3 separate regions of the Drosophila melanogaster genome follow, and all the other regions are linked to region 3. The links are chromatin contacts, called in public Hi-C and targeted proximity ligation maps. All regions are on one chromosome and are shown on one strand. The core of a region is the stretch at or near the end of the contact, and the rest is flanking DNA. Distances in the headings are between cores, read along the strand shown. Region 1 holds the start of brv1 (brivido-1). Region 2 holds the start of CG14082. Region 3 overlaps CG32206.

What was found. A called contact is a pair of places that touch in the nucleus more often than the background predicts.
Region 1: a targeted proximity ligation map of the Kc167 cell line shows a contact between it and region 3, with 4 times the contacts expected there. A contact is called at or near these places in 9 of 107 Hi-C or Micro-C datasets (the Kc167 cell line, brain, cellular blastoderm embryo and 3 more) and 1 of 7 datasets of targeted methods (the Kc167 cell line).
Region 2: a contact with region 3 is called in a Hi-C map of the Kc167 cell line, with 2.6 times the contacts expected there. A contact is called at or near these places in 3 of 107 Hi-C or Micro-C datasets (the Kc167 cell line, the S2 cell line and embryo).

The regions. Positions count from the first base shown.
Region 1 is chr3L:19,483,946-19,488,230 of dm6, reverse strand. It overlaps brv1 (brivido-1), which reads left to right and starts at 1,733. Exons shown (of 1, transcript NM_140859.2): 1 at 1,733-4,285. The coding sequence starts at 1,762. The coding sequence ends at 3,948. It overlaps CG32212, which reads right to left and starts at 671. Exons shown (of 2, transcript NM_168799.3): 1 at 266-671; 2 at 1-206. The coding sequence starts at 277. It also overlaps hpRNA:CR33940.
Region 2 is chr3L:19,136,338-19,140,476 of dm6, reverse strand. It overlaps CG14082, which reads left to right and starts at 1,502. Exons shown (of 5, transcript NM_140836.2): 1 at 1,502-1,599; 2 at 3,689-4,035.
Region 3 is chr3L:19,347,215-19,351,273 of dm6, reverse strand. CG32206 reads left to right here. Exons shown (of 14, transcript NM_176360.2): 11 at 390-1,040; 12 at 2,471-3,402. Among named protein-coding and RNA genes, the nearest start is that of pip, 12 kb to the right of the region's middle.

The DNA.
Region 1 (4,285 bases), core at 484-2,983, 140 kb before region 3:
GCAATCTCAGAAGCAGCATCGATTCCATTGTTGTTCCTGGCGATACTGGTGGCGGTCACAGGTGGAGTGGGAGCAGTTACCACGGCAGCGAGAGCAGAGTAGTCTAGAGGAGCAGAGTAAGCCAGAGGACCAGTGTACGCCAGGGCAGCACCCAGGAGATCGGGCTTGGCAGCAGCGCAGGCGACGGTTATCAGGACAAGGACGGCCTGTTAACAAATCAGCTTGATTAGCTTAATCCTCTGTGGGTCCTTTCTGAAGAACGTACGTATTTGAACATGGTGGAATATTTCGTTGTGTTGTGCTTTTTCGGAAGGCTAGAAGCTCTTTGATATCCCACTCCTCTGCGTGGAGCATATTTATACCCGAAATTGTGGTCAGCTCTGACTCCTGTTCGCACTTATTTAGTTCATATAAATGCTGTGACAGTCTCCCGTTACGATTAACCATTTTCACTTTTCCGTAGTTTATGTGATTTCTCACTGCTAACTGCAGAAGGTGGACTAAATGCGATGACCTGAAGTCACAGGCGCAGCCTCGATGCGGCGTATAAATAGTGGTATGGAATGTGTTGGGCGTGTAATTGTTTTAAAAATGTAACAGGTATAGATGTAATAGATTTGGTTTCCGAGCTCAGAACCTCTGCTCTGTTTGAATCTGTTTATTCGAATGATCAAAGTGTGCTGAAGTTGGGTTCAGCTAACCCGCACATACATTGCTTATATCTATGTATTCTTACTTACATTTATACATATACATATGTATGCAGAAGGCATTGACCACTTGAGCTGCAAAGTGCATGCTCAGCATTCCCACGCTCCGCGATCGGCTTATGTATAAGCGTTAGATCGTATTACTGGGGCGCTGGAGTGCTTACGTAGTTTTTGGTGGTCTTTTTGTATATTTGTATATTTATATTTATTATGACAAAGTGTCACAATGTATTGACGCTATGTTATACCCAATCATCTATTGTATTCTTAGGGTAGATTAGTCCAATATGCTACAGGCGACATCAGGTTCAAGTTTTCGAACCGAAAGCACCAGATCCATAATCCAAATGTTTAAATCCGTAAGTTTTGAATCTTAGCTTTCTGCCCTATATACGAATTGTATTTTATTCACAGGACGTCCTTGTCTTGGCCTGAACTGCTTGGTGCGCCTTGGCCTACATTGCTAACGTGGCTTACTCTCCTCCTCTGGTCTGACTGTCGTAGTAGCTGGTCTCTCTCCAGTTGTGACCGCTGCCAGTTGTCAGGTTAATGAATGAAATCGCTCTTGCTCCTGTGATTGCTCCCGTGGCTGCTCCTCTGGCTGTGTCTCTCTTGGCCCTGTACGCAGCCGCTCCTCTGGCTGCGCCATGACCTACTCCTCGCCTTTGGCTTACTCCGCACCACTGAGCTACGCCGTTCCATCTGCACCGCTCCTTATTTAAATTACTAAGCTGTGATCACCTCGGAGACAACGGAAATAAATGGATATTCAATTGTATATTCCTTTTTAAATACGCTTCAAATTAATATTTATTTCAATGAAATAATTGGGAGTCCGGGGAAAGCTTTGTAAACTTAAATCTGGGACTATGCAAATTATACCTAATAGTATACATAATAATAGTATGATAATAAGTTACGTAGTATGGACAGGCACTGTAATCAAATCTAAAGCATCCCAAAGAACCCCATCCTAAACTGTCAAGGGAGTTTTCACTCATTCTATTTGTATACAAGCTTATAGAGGCTCAACTAAAGCTTGATAACAGCAATGGCGAAGAAGTTTAGTAACATAATATTCTATCTGACCCTGATAATCATAGCCATCTGTGTGGCCTGTATCTGGATGTTCTCGGGCTTCCGTCACGAATATGGCAAATTCAACATGATCCTGGTTGCCTTCTTGGCCGTTACTTTACTTCAGATCCTAATCTTTACGCCCATTAAGTTCACAATTATGTCGCTGGATGCCGCCTTCTGGCCGGCCCACCAAGCACCGGAGACTCCCGACGAGAATGCCAATGTGGACACGTTCATGGACAATCTCAGACTGCGCCTCCGGACGCTGCGGAGTGAGCTGATGATCACGGAGAGGCATCGGAACGAGAGGGTCAACCTGAAGTATCGCCTGATTACCGAGGAACTTTGGCTCACGGGCAAGCTGTTCCTGGTTTACTTCTTCATGGCCTTGGCTTTCTTCGATGAGTTGCTGTACTTTAACACAGAGGCCACGGAGTTACTGTTCCAATGTAATCATGGGGATGCGTTCGGACTATTGAGTGTGGGGGATGTGCCGGATATATATTTTTTTGTGGTGTCCTCGTTAGTGCTGGCCTTTACGGATGGCAAGAACACCAGTGGCGGAGCTCCTTGGATCCATGCGGAGGGCACTAGACTACTGGGCGTGGTGAGACTGAGGCAGCTGAGGACAGAGAGCAACCGATTGGGTCTATCGCTTCCTGTGTTCACTGAGCGGGACTTTTCGGAGAGCTGGACACTGCCCTACGAAAGGGTTCCCTATACGGACAAGTACTGGCCCATCTACACACCCTGGCTGCCCAGTGTTTCTGTTGCTCGGGACAACCTACTTATGGGCATTAACCACGTGGGGCACATGTTCAACTATCCGGAATCGAAGGGCTACAAGGTACTGCTCTCGGACACCCGCCACAAAAGCCTGAAAATTATTGATTACTTGATGAAGAAAAACTGGCTGGATGCGAATACGACCGCTTTGTTCATGGATTTCAGCTTGTACAACGCGGATGCCAACACCTTTACCGTGTGCACCTTGTGGGTGGAAAAGTTCCCTTACCAGTATCCTGATGGCCACACGAGGATCGAGAGTCACACCTTTGTGGAGCAACTGCGAGAGTTTACGAAGTTCGGAATGCTAATGGTGTTTGTCTTTGTCGTCACGTGGCTGCAGTTCACCAAGGCGTTCTTCCTGAAGGTCTGGTACGATCCTCGACAGTTGAAGACCCTGTGGGTCCAGGTGGATGCAATGATCGTGGCACTCAGCCTCGTTGTGGGGATGATCATGTCGGTGCGGGATAACTTGGTTCAAAAGATGATCAAGAGTGTTGAAATCGCCGTTGTGGTGGACTTTCTGGACTTTCGGGAGCCAGCCCAGCTCGCCTACCTTGAGGATGTGGTCACGGGATTGGCCGTGGCCTTGGTCACTATGCGTTTGTGGAAAGTGTTGCAGTTTTCCGCCACCTTCCAACTGTTCACCAAGACAATCGCTATGGCGTGGGACGCGTTGCTCTGCACCTTCGTAATAACCGTGATTTTCATCATTGCAATTGGCATTGCGACGGTAACCATCAATGGCAACTATACCAGCAACTTCAGGGACTTCCCCAAGGGCATTGTTACGGTCACCTGCTTTGCCTTTGGCTATACGAATTTGGTATACCCACCGGATATCTTTTACGGCGGAGAGTGGCTGGGCATCTTATTGTATACCATAATGGGATTCGTGGTCAAGTACATGCTGATCAACTTGATCGTTTCCATGATGAGGGATCAGATGGCCAGTGTCAAGGCGGATAGGGATAAGAAAGTGAGGCAGCGCATAACATTCTGGCAATTCCTGCGCGTTGAATATGCCCACTTTATTAACTACATCGTAAAAGTGTTCCACTGCCAAAAGGGATATCAGCGAAAGAATCGCACAGTTGCACAGAACATCCAACGAAAACTGAATAGTAATGAGCTTAAGCGACGAAAGACGAAGATTAGTTCAATTTATTCCGAGACAATATATGTCATGCCGATAGACAAGGATCTGGAGCAGATGAAATATAGGGAGCGGATCGAGCGAACCTTCACTCTGGCCGCCATCCTCCACACCCAAATGGAGCTCATGGAGAGGCTTATGTTCGGTGACGAAGAGGGGAACCTGCCAAGTTTGGACCAGGAAGACGAGCAGGTTCCAGAGACTGAGGAGGACTGAAGAACGACAGCTTAACTGCAGTTTATACAGTGCAAGGGATCATAGGGATTCTAAGAGATTCATGTGAAATAGAACTTATGGTAGTACCTTCATCAAGGTAAAATGATGATGTGTACATACGTGATGTTTGGTAACATTTTCTGCACAGTTGAAACCAAATCTCGGCAAAAGTCCCTAATAGTTAAACACTACTTAGGATAGTTTTGCAGGATCCTTCCCCATCCGTGCAGTTTTGTGATTTTTTGTTTATGTCACGGCTAAATAATTATGCGCAAACAGGCAAAACTTTTGACTTGAAAAGGCTTTTAGGGCAATTTGGCGCTTGCTTTGTTCGGCC
Region 2 (4,139 bases), core at 253-2,752, 210 kb after region 3:
TAATCGGCGACACAAACCTATTGCATGGCAAAACCTTTTTTGGATATTCTGCAAGGTGGCAACTCAGTTTGGCTGAGTACCGATAATCATATAAAATTTCCCTAAAAATAAACAAAAATATTGAGTATTATCAAAGAATCAATAAGGAATAATTAGTCCCAACCTACGTATGCAAAATCTCCGTCACCGATACAAAAAAATGCATGGTTTAAATTGGCTTTAATTAGCTTAATTTAGCACTACAAGCAAAGTTCTCAACCACTTACTTTAAGTGAAGACCATTTTTGAAATACTGGTATTTCCGAGCTTTCAAAAGAAAACTTCAACCAATAGCTATGCTACTAGTGGTTACAATTTAAAGTGAAAATGATTTAGAAGGTCCTCTTCATTCCTGAAAACGTGTTTGTAAAATGTGTCACTTATATTAGCGCAATAAGTTGGTTTTATTTTGGTGAGCTCAGTTAAGCGTTGTTAGTAGTTGGAAAAGTGAGTATGCAACATAAATATTGTTTCTACTGCCTAGCCCTAGAAATTAAAATTATATCAAAATTTAAGCGACGATCATCATCACATTGGCCCTAGGAAAGTAGCACGAAATGTCCGAAATGCAATTATTTCAATTATTTTTCAATTATAAACCCCATCGCTGTCCATCGGACACTCCATTTGTCCTTGCCAAAGTATTAGGCACGAAATTTGAAATTTTCGGCTGCCTTGCCAAGCAAAACTTACGCGAATTATACTTATATCTACTTACCGACTTATTTTTAGTGCCAGCCGAGCGGAGTGCAGCCAAATAGCTTCGATGACCTTACGTGCATGAATATTTCAGCCGACTGCCGCTTGCTAGCTGCCGTTTTCAAGAGCAAGGCAAGGTCCTCGCAGCTCGGCAAGCGAGGGCGAGTAAGGACGAATGCGGTGCCGCCCACTGGGTGCCAGTAAGCTGGTCAACAGGTTGAAAGTGAGCGCAGCTGAAACTTTTCGAGAGTTGCCAAAAAAGCGAAATTAGAGCCCGTCCGTTGGCGTGGCCATGAAAATTCAATTAGTTGACAGGCGCTAATTAGTAGCAAATTGAAAGCTTTCCACTTGTTGAGAAAGGTTTTTCGAAAATGCCACACGGCCATTGTCCAGGCATAAAACACACATGGCTCACGTGCTAAAAGCTTCGCACGTGTCCTGCCGCACATGGAAAGCGGTGGAAAGTGGTGGCAAACCACCGGGAGGTGGGGGCAAAACACTGGGAAAGCTTTCACTGCCAATAGCAACAGCGTGCCCCAAACACGAGCTCCACGAGCTTTGGCCGACTCCAGAAACCAAAAAATCCTTTTGGCCAACAGTTTGTTGCTCAAGCTGTGCCCGAACGGACGTCTACGCCAGAATCGTTCGCTCCCGACACTTGGGACTTCGATTTAGTTTCGGTTTAGCTTCGATTCGGTTTCGGCCAGGAGTTGGTCTACAGCAAAAAAAAAAAAGGAAAATAAAAGAAAGAAAAAACCAAGAAAGAAAAGAACAGAAACCAGTTTGGTGGGGAGTTGCTTCCCAAATTCAAGGAGTGGAAATTCTTTGCCACTGTGATTGGCAGCCAATGTGTGTGCGTGTGTGAGTGTCTACATATTTGAATAACACAACGATCAAAATTCAGGAAAACCAACAAACCACTATTAAAACGTGCGAACAGGGAGTGAACTTCTTTTCGGGGAAAAGGGACTAACTAAGCAGGCCGAATCAGTTGCCAACTAACCTTGTTACCACCAGTTCGTTAGTTGGCTGTGGAACATGCAAAGCCAACATTAGATTGTGTCAGCCCACTGACTTTAAATGGCAGGCCAAGACGGCTACATGACCAGCAGAACACTGAATACAGCGGCTTTAAAGGTCTTAGGTCGGTGAATAACTCCGCCAGCATGCACTTCCCCAAGGAGCGTCTGTGGCATTTAATTAACACAGGACATTAACTCATCAACCGTGCAAAGTCAGCCGTTTTGTTGGGTTCAACCCATCTGGGCAACTAAAATAGTAAAATGGTTAGATTAAAGGGAATACTAAAGCACATTCGATGGGAGAAATTAGTCAGAAGCGGAAGGAAATGCAGCATGCAACTGAATTCAATTACTTTAAATTCGCTTCACTTGCCTGAATATCAATGATGAATTATGAATTATAACTAAATGTTAGACGGAAATCAAGGGTACTATTTGTTTAGGACGAAAATATTCTTATTAGATTGAACAAGTCAGCTATACACAGTTTCATCAGTTCATATAAGGGACTCATGGGTTATACATTATTTTGTTTCTGCTTATTTAATTGCAAAACAAATAAATTAAACATTTTATGATTCTAAGGAACCTGTTCACCATTTTCTAGTTTCCGTAAAACGCAAAAGCACGGATGTTTCTCAGTTTATTCAAAATTTAACAAAAATAATTTTAAAATTTGAATAATATCCTTAAAATGCTTAATGAATTGTGCAACACCCAGCATACACATAAATATCAATATTAAATATTAGTTAGTTTACATTTACTTAACGAAACTCGTGCCGTTAAAGACTTCCGCCTTCCATTGCTTTGTTAACATGCAAGCTGGGAGAAACTGCCAAATCAGCTTTGATTCGAGGTCAGAATCCAAAATGTTAAAAGGAACAATGAGGTCCGTTTGACTCTGGGCTCCTTTGACTTGGAAATTCTATGGCCAAGTTACAGAGATTTCACCCAAGGCTGAGCCGCCATCGCCATTCACACAACTATTCGCAGTTTTGTTAAGAGTTTAGCGAGACTATTTTGGGCGGAGCATTGGAGCATTCAAAGTGGAGCCAGGGGCTAAGCCGTCCAAGGCCATCTGCATTTCAAATGACCAACGCAACAATGAAGGCTGAGAATCAACAAAAGAGGAGTGCCCCTAAAACAAAAACCCAGTAAAAAAGCAGCAACATCGCCAGTGACAATAACACTGCGCTGAGAATTGTCGCATGCAGGGTGGGGCCAACACACACACACACACAGTGTGTGAAAGGGAGGGGGAGGAGGGGGAAGCTACTTAAAAACAGCGCACACATGACGTCATTAAGCATATTAAATGAGTTTACAACGTTTTTGCACACCAACAAAAAATGGCCATTAAAATCCGGAAAGCGAGATGTACAATTTAAGTTCGACTCAAACTCAAACATGTTTAAAAAAAGACTAAGATACACATATATCAAATAATACTCAAAGTTCTAATAGTTATTTATTTTCCTTTTTTTTTTGGTTCCTAAAAGTATATAAAAGCATTACCTATTTTTTGTTAATTTTCGTAATATAAATTCAAATGAATAACAAAATTACGTGCGTAAAATATTTTACCAGCGTTTGATCTGTCTCTTAATCAATTTCTAAAGCAAGTCAGTTTATGGTTTTTTCTCTGAGTGTCTTGTTGCACGGCGCTTAGAGATGAGCAGCAAAACGGTAAAAGGCCATTAACAAACGCCTAATGGCGCACTTGAGACACTTTGCAGCCAGGGGGGCGTGGTCGGTGGGCGGTGGACAGAGGGCGATATAGGGTTAAGCCAAAAGCTGATAATGCGAATGGATCTGCTGCGAAGTCGCCCTAAATGGCCAAGCAGGCGAAGCTCTTCCCTTCCTCGTCCCTTTTTCATTTGCCCACTTGCTGTGCTCGAAAATTGAAGTATTAAATATTTATGCAGTGCATGGAAGAAATCACATTACCTCGGCAATGTGTCGCGGTAATATACAAAAATGGAGCCTCTAATGCATATGTGAAATGATCAACCAAAGGGCCATTTATCAGCATCCCCGAAGTGAGCTGAGAAAAGTGTAAAAATAAGCAAGCAACCGGCAACTAACAAGCAAACAACAGCCATAACAATTTGTCAAGTACACAACCACACACCAAAAACACAAAGCAGGTGAAAATCCAAAATAAGCGCGCGCGTTTTAAAACGCCCCAAAGCAGCGAGAGGCTAGGCCAAAGGATTATCGCGATGGCAAGGACCACGGAACTGAAGCTGGCTATGCTGGATCCTGCGAAATGGTAAGTTGATGACCTACATTACCGCCACTGACCCACTAGTACGTTCGAATCAGTATCAATGTTCTTGTCAACAGTGATGACGATTTGGAAAGTATCTTATACTC
Region 3 (4,059 bases), core at 89-2,588:
CAAAGGGAAAGCGTGGAAAACGCGTGGAGTGAATGGCACGAATCACACCCAAGTACTCGAGAAAAACATTCGTAACATTCAAGTGAGGAAATCGAATTTTATAGTATTCAAAATTTCAAATCATAGGAAACCATTTCAAAGGATACAAATGCTATTTAAGTATATTCATAATATGTGTAATCATCTTTAATTAATTAATTAATTAATTATAAATATAAAATTGCAATTATTAATTCCCAAGAATAAGCATTAGAAGTTGGTATAGTTTTCTTAAAACATGAAATTCTGCCTGCTAATTTCTCTCAGTGCAGGTTAAAATAATGCCAACAAACGAATTAAACAATAACATGTGTTCGCTTTCTTTTCGCTCTCCAATTGTCTTCCTGCAGAGCGATCTGCCACCTTGGATAACGCGCCTGAGGATGTGGGACAGCTATGGCACATATGTGCCCATGAAATCGACAAGTTCAACCACCGGCCAACCGCCACCGCCACCCCCCGTTGCCTCATCGGCGGACGGGGGCAAGCCAACCCTCCTAAACCAGAGCAACTACGGCAGCTACTACTACAGCGCCAGCAATCCGAAGCTGAATCGGAATCTGCGAGTGAACATCGACAATGCCTGGAATCCGGTGGACACCTACATCTACGGCCCCACGCAGTCGAGTGTGTTCAACCAGGAGAACAAGTACAGCGGCTATCAGGGTGGAGGTCCTGGCGGAGGATCGACTGGATCCGCTGGCTCCGGCAAGACAATCTCCGGGGTCAAGGACAGCCTCAACTACATTTCCAGCGGCAAGTCCTCCAAGGAAGTCTCGGCAGCTGCCGTCGTCAGCTCGGATCGCAATAGTGCAGTGGCCCTGATGAGCACCAAGGGCAAGCGTCGCCTCATGCTGGAGATCTACGACTACGAGACTCCGAAGCTGTGCGATCACACTGCCATCGGAAGTGGAGTGAGCGGAAGTAGTGCCGTGATGGGGGGCAATAAGCAGAGACCCTGCAGTCCGCTGGAGAGCTACGTGAGCACCGGAAGGGATTTGGTAAGTAAATCAAAAGATTCAATTTGGATAGATGTCGATAAATGGAATGTAGTAAACGTTTTCTTCAGATTTGTCCGACATCAGTTCATTTGTTATCAATGCAAACAGACATCTTGATCATTTATTCAGCTAAATAAGACTATGATTAGCATTAAAAAGCCCTTATATACCATCATTTATTATGTTTTGAAATATGTTTAAAGATACAGCAAAAATGGTTTTTATTTCTGCTCGAAGTCATCTAACTTAACTCAATTCCGGTTGTAATTGGATAGTTGCAGCAGCCTAAAAGTAGGCAACATTTTATCTTCGCCGCCGGAAGAGCAATAAAAACCGTAGCCTACCTTCCGGCTGCGTTTGGCATCACAACCAAGTCGGGAAAATTAGAAGTTAACCGAAGGACTTTTCTAATTTGTCAGCTGGCACTGTTTGTTTTCATTGTTTTGGCCAGGGCTTAAAAAAATAAAATAAAATAAAAATTAGTCAGTGGGGGAACACGACTTTGTGACTGCACCTTGGCTGCCGGGCGAGCACCGAGTGCAGAGTGCCCAATTTGGCACGCCCAAGGGCCCTCACAAATAAATAAAACGCAGCTGGAGAAACTGAAGAGCTGCAAACTGGCAGCCGGAAGCTGGGAATTTTTTGGCAGAGTGCAGAGCGATTCGTGTTTGCTTTAAACTTGACAAAATTAATCAAATTAAACACTCGACTGCATCGCCAGACGTGCACAAATAACGAAGGAGCAGAGCGAATTTCCCAGGGGCAGGCGCCAAATTCAAATTCGCCAAAGCCAGCCCCCGGCCCCCTCTCACACACACACACACGCACACAATACAAAGGCAAATGGGGGAGCGGCAAGTGGGCGTTGGCGTGGCCGTGGGCAGGAATGGGGGCGGCATTGACGGCATGCACGGACAAACAGACAACCGCAATAAGCTTGCTTAGCCTTTTTGACGTCGCTCCTCGTTGACAAATATGAACTGCAAATATTGTGATGCCAAATTGAAGCCGCCGCGCATTGTGCAATTCCGCGCTCTCCGTGCAGTCATAAAGAACTTTACGAAATATCCATAAGCTCCCCTAAATTAAATACACATGTGCACAAGCTGGCACTGTCAATATTAAAGAGTTTCCAAAAATAAATTAAACGTGGCACAGTTTATTCCTCTAGCGGAATATTTATTGAAGTTGAATATTATGTCAGATGTAGGACAAATCATTTTCACAGAATTTTTTATCAGCCCACATATCATTTTTCAATAAAACTATTTACAAAGCTTGCAAATACTTTATAAACTGAGCAGAGCTTTGAAAATATTAAAAGTAGCTAACATTGCAGTTCGCTTTAATATACCATTTTATTGTAATCTTATTGAAGGCTACAGTTTTTCACAGTATTTCAACTCTCTTATTACCATTTCCCCTGACAGAAACTGGAGTTCCACACGCATACCGGCACCGCCCTGTTTCCCGCTCAGTTTGCTCTGAACTACGAGTTTGTGGACACGGAGCAGGGCGGCGAGACGTGGGCGGGAAGACGGGGAGAAGATCCGGTTCCGCCACTCTGCTCAAGAATTTTCAAGAAGCGTAAGGGCAACATTCAGGTTCCCAGGAATGTGTTTCTGTACGGACGAGGCGGAGCCAAGAACATAACCTGCTTGTATCGCTTTGAAGCGGGTCCTTCGGAGAGGGTGAAACTGGTCCTGCATAACGTGTCCTTCGGAGAAGGTACAGCCTGTACCACTGACTCGGATCTGCATACAGGCAGACCCCGCTGCAATCAACTGGATCCGGAGGGCCGCATCACGGAGCTGCGACTGTTCGATGTTCCATTTAGGGACGTGAAAATCCAACTGGGCTGCTTCTGCGATAACTCCAGTGCCTTGTACAGCAATGCACCGCTCACTTTCGTTTCGCATTCGAGGATTATGGAGCTGTCCTTCACGGTCACGAGATTAAATATATCGGAGGACTTTGCGGATGTCTTCTTCTCGGCTTCCTACGAATTCAAGAGACAACCGGACTGCAGGAAGCAGTTGAAACTCAAAGGAGCCGGAGGGGAGGACGAACTCAAGTATCCTCTTAAGACTCAGGACGCAAGCTGTGAAGGCCTGGCCTGGTACATCGAAGCACAATCGGCCGAGAGGTCACTCTTCGTTCAGACCTGGGGCGCCTATCTGCCCGTGGATCCCACCTCCGAGGATGCCATGCGGTGTCACACCAAGAACCGCTTGATGATTTACTCCGGACGACCCCTGCGACCCATGAGGGTGGTGTGCCCGGCACAAAGTGGTCCGCGGCCAATGTCGCTGCACATCTTCTCCGAGGACTGGACCAATGGACAGCCCTTGTTCATGAACAAGTAAGTAGAAGAAGCTGGCTTAAATATATATTTAATTTTCAAAAATATAATAGTTTTTATTTGGTTTTTCTGCTTGAGCCCATGTGGTTTGAATAACTTAACTAATAACCTTAGGAAACAAACAACGATTGACCCTTTTGAGAAAGATTGTGGAAAACATTTGTGTGCTTTATTTATTTGCTAGTAGAGGAGACTGAATTATTTACAATTTCACGCTCTGGTGTCGTGTCGCCCAAGAAGTCTGCCCGACCAATTACCCATGCTCTGGGAAAAATTCGAAAATATTCCAAGAACAAATAAAGAAAGAGCAGGACTTGAAAACATTCATGCCTAATGGCGCATGGACTCCCTGCCATTATGAAGAGCATGTGAGCTAGTCCACTCGAGCAACTGAAGACTACACAAAAAGCCTCTTAGGTCGAGTATTTTGGGAATTTTTCACTCAAAATTAATTGCATTTTAATAGTTGCTAATATTTCAAAAAACTTGTGCACTTATTTGCACCGGCATCAGGCTGCTCAGGCTCGCCGCTTTCCCCATCCCCTTCTCCATGAAGCTCCATCAAAAAGTCCTGCTTAAAAATGCAATAACAGGAAATGGCTACGACGGCAACAAAATACAGGAAATTGAGCGCAAAGAAATATGCTATATAGGAGA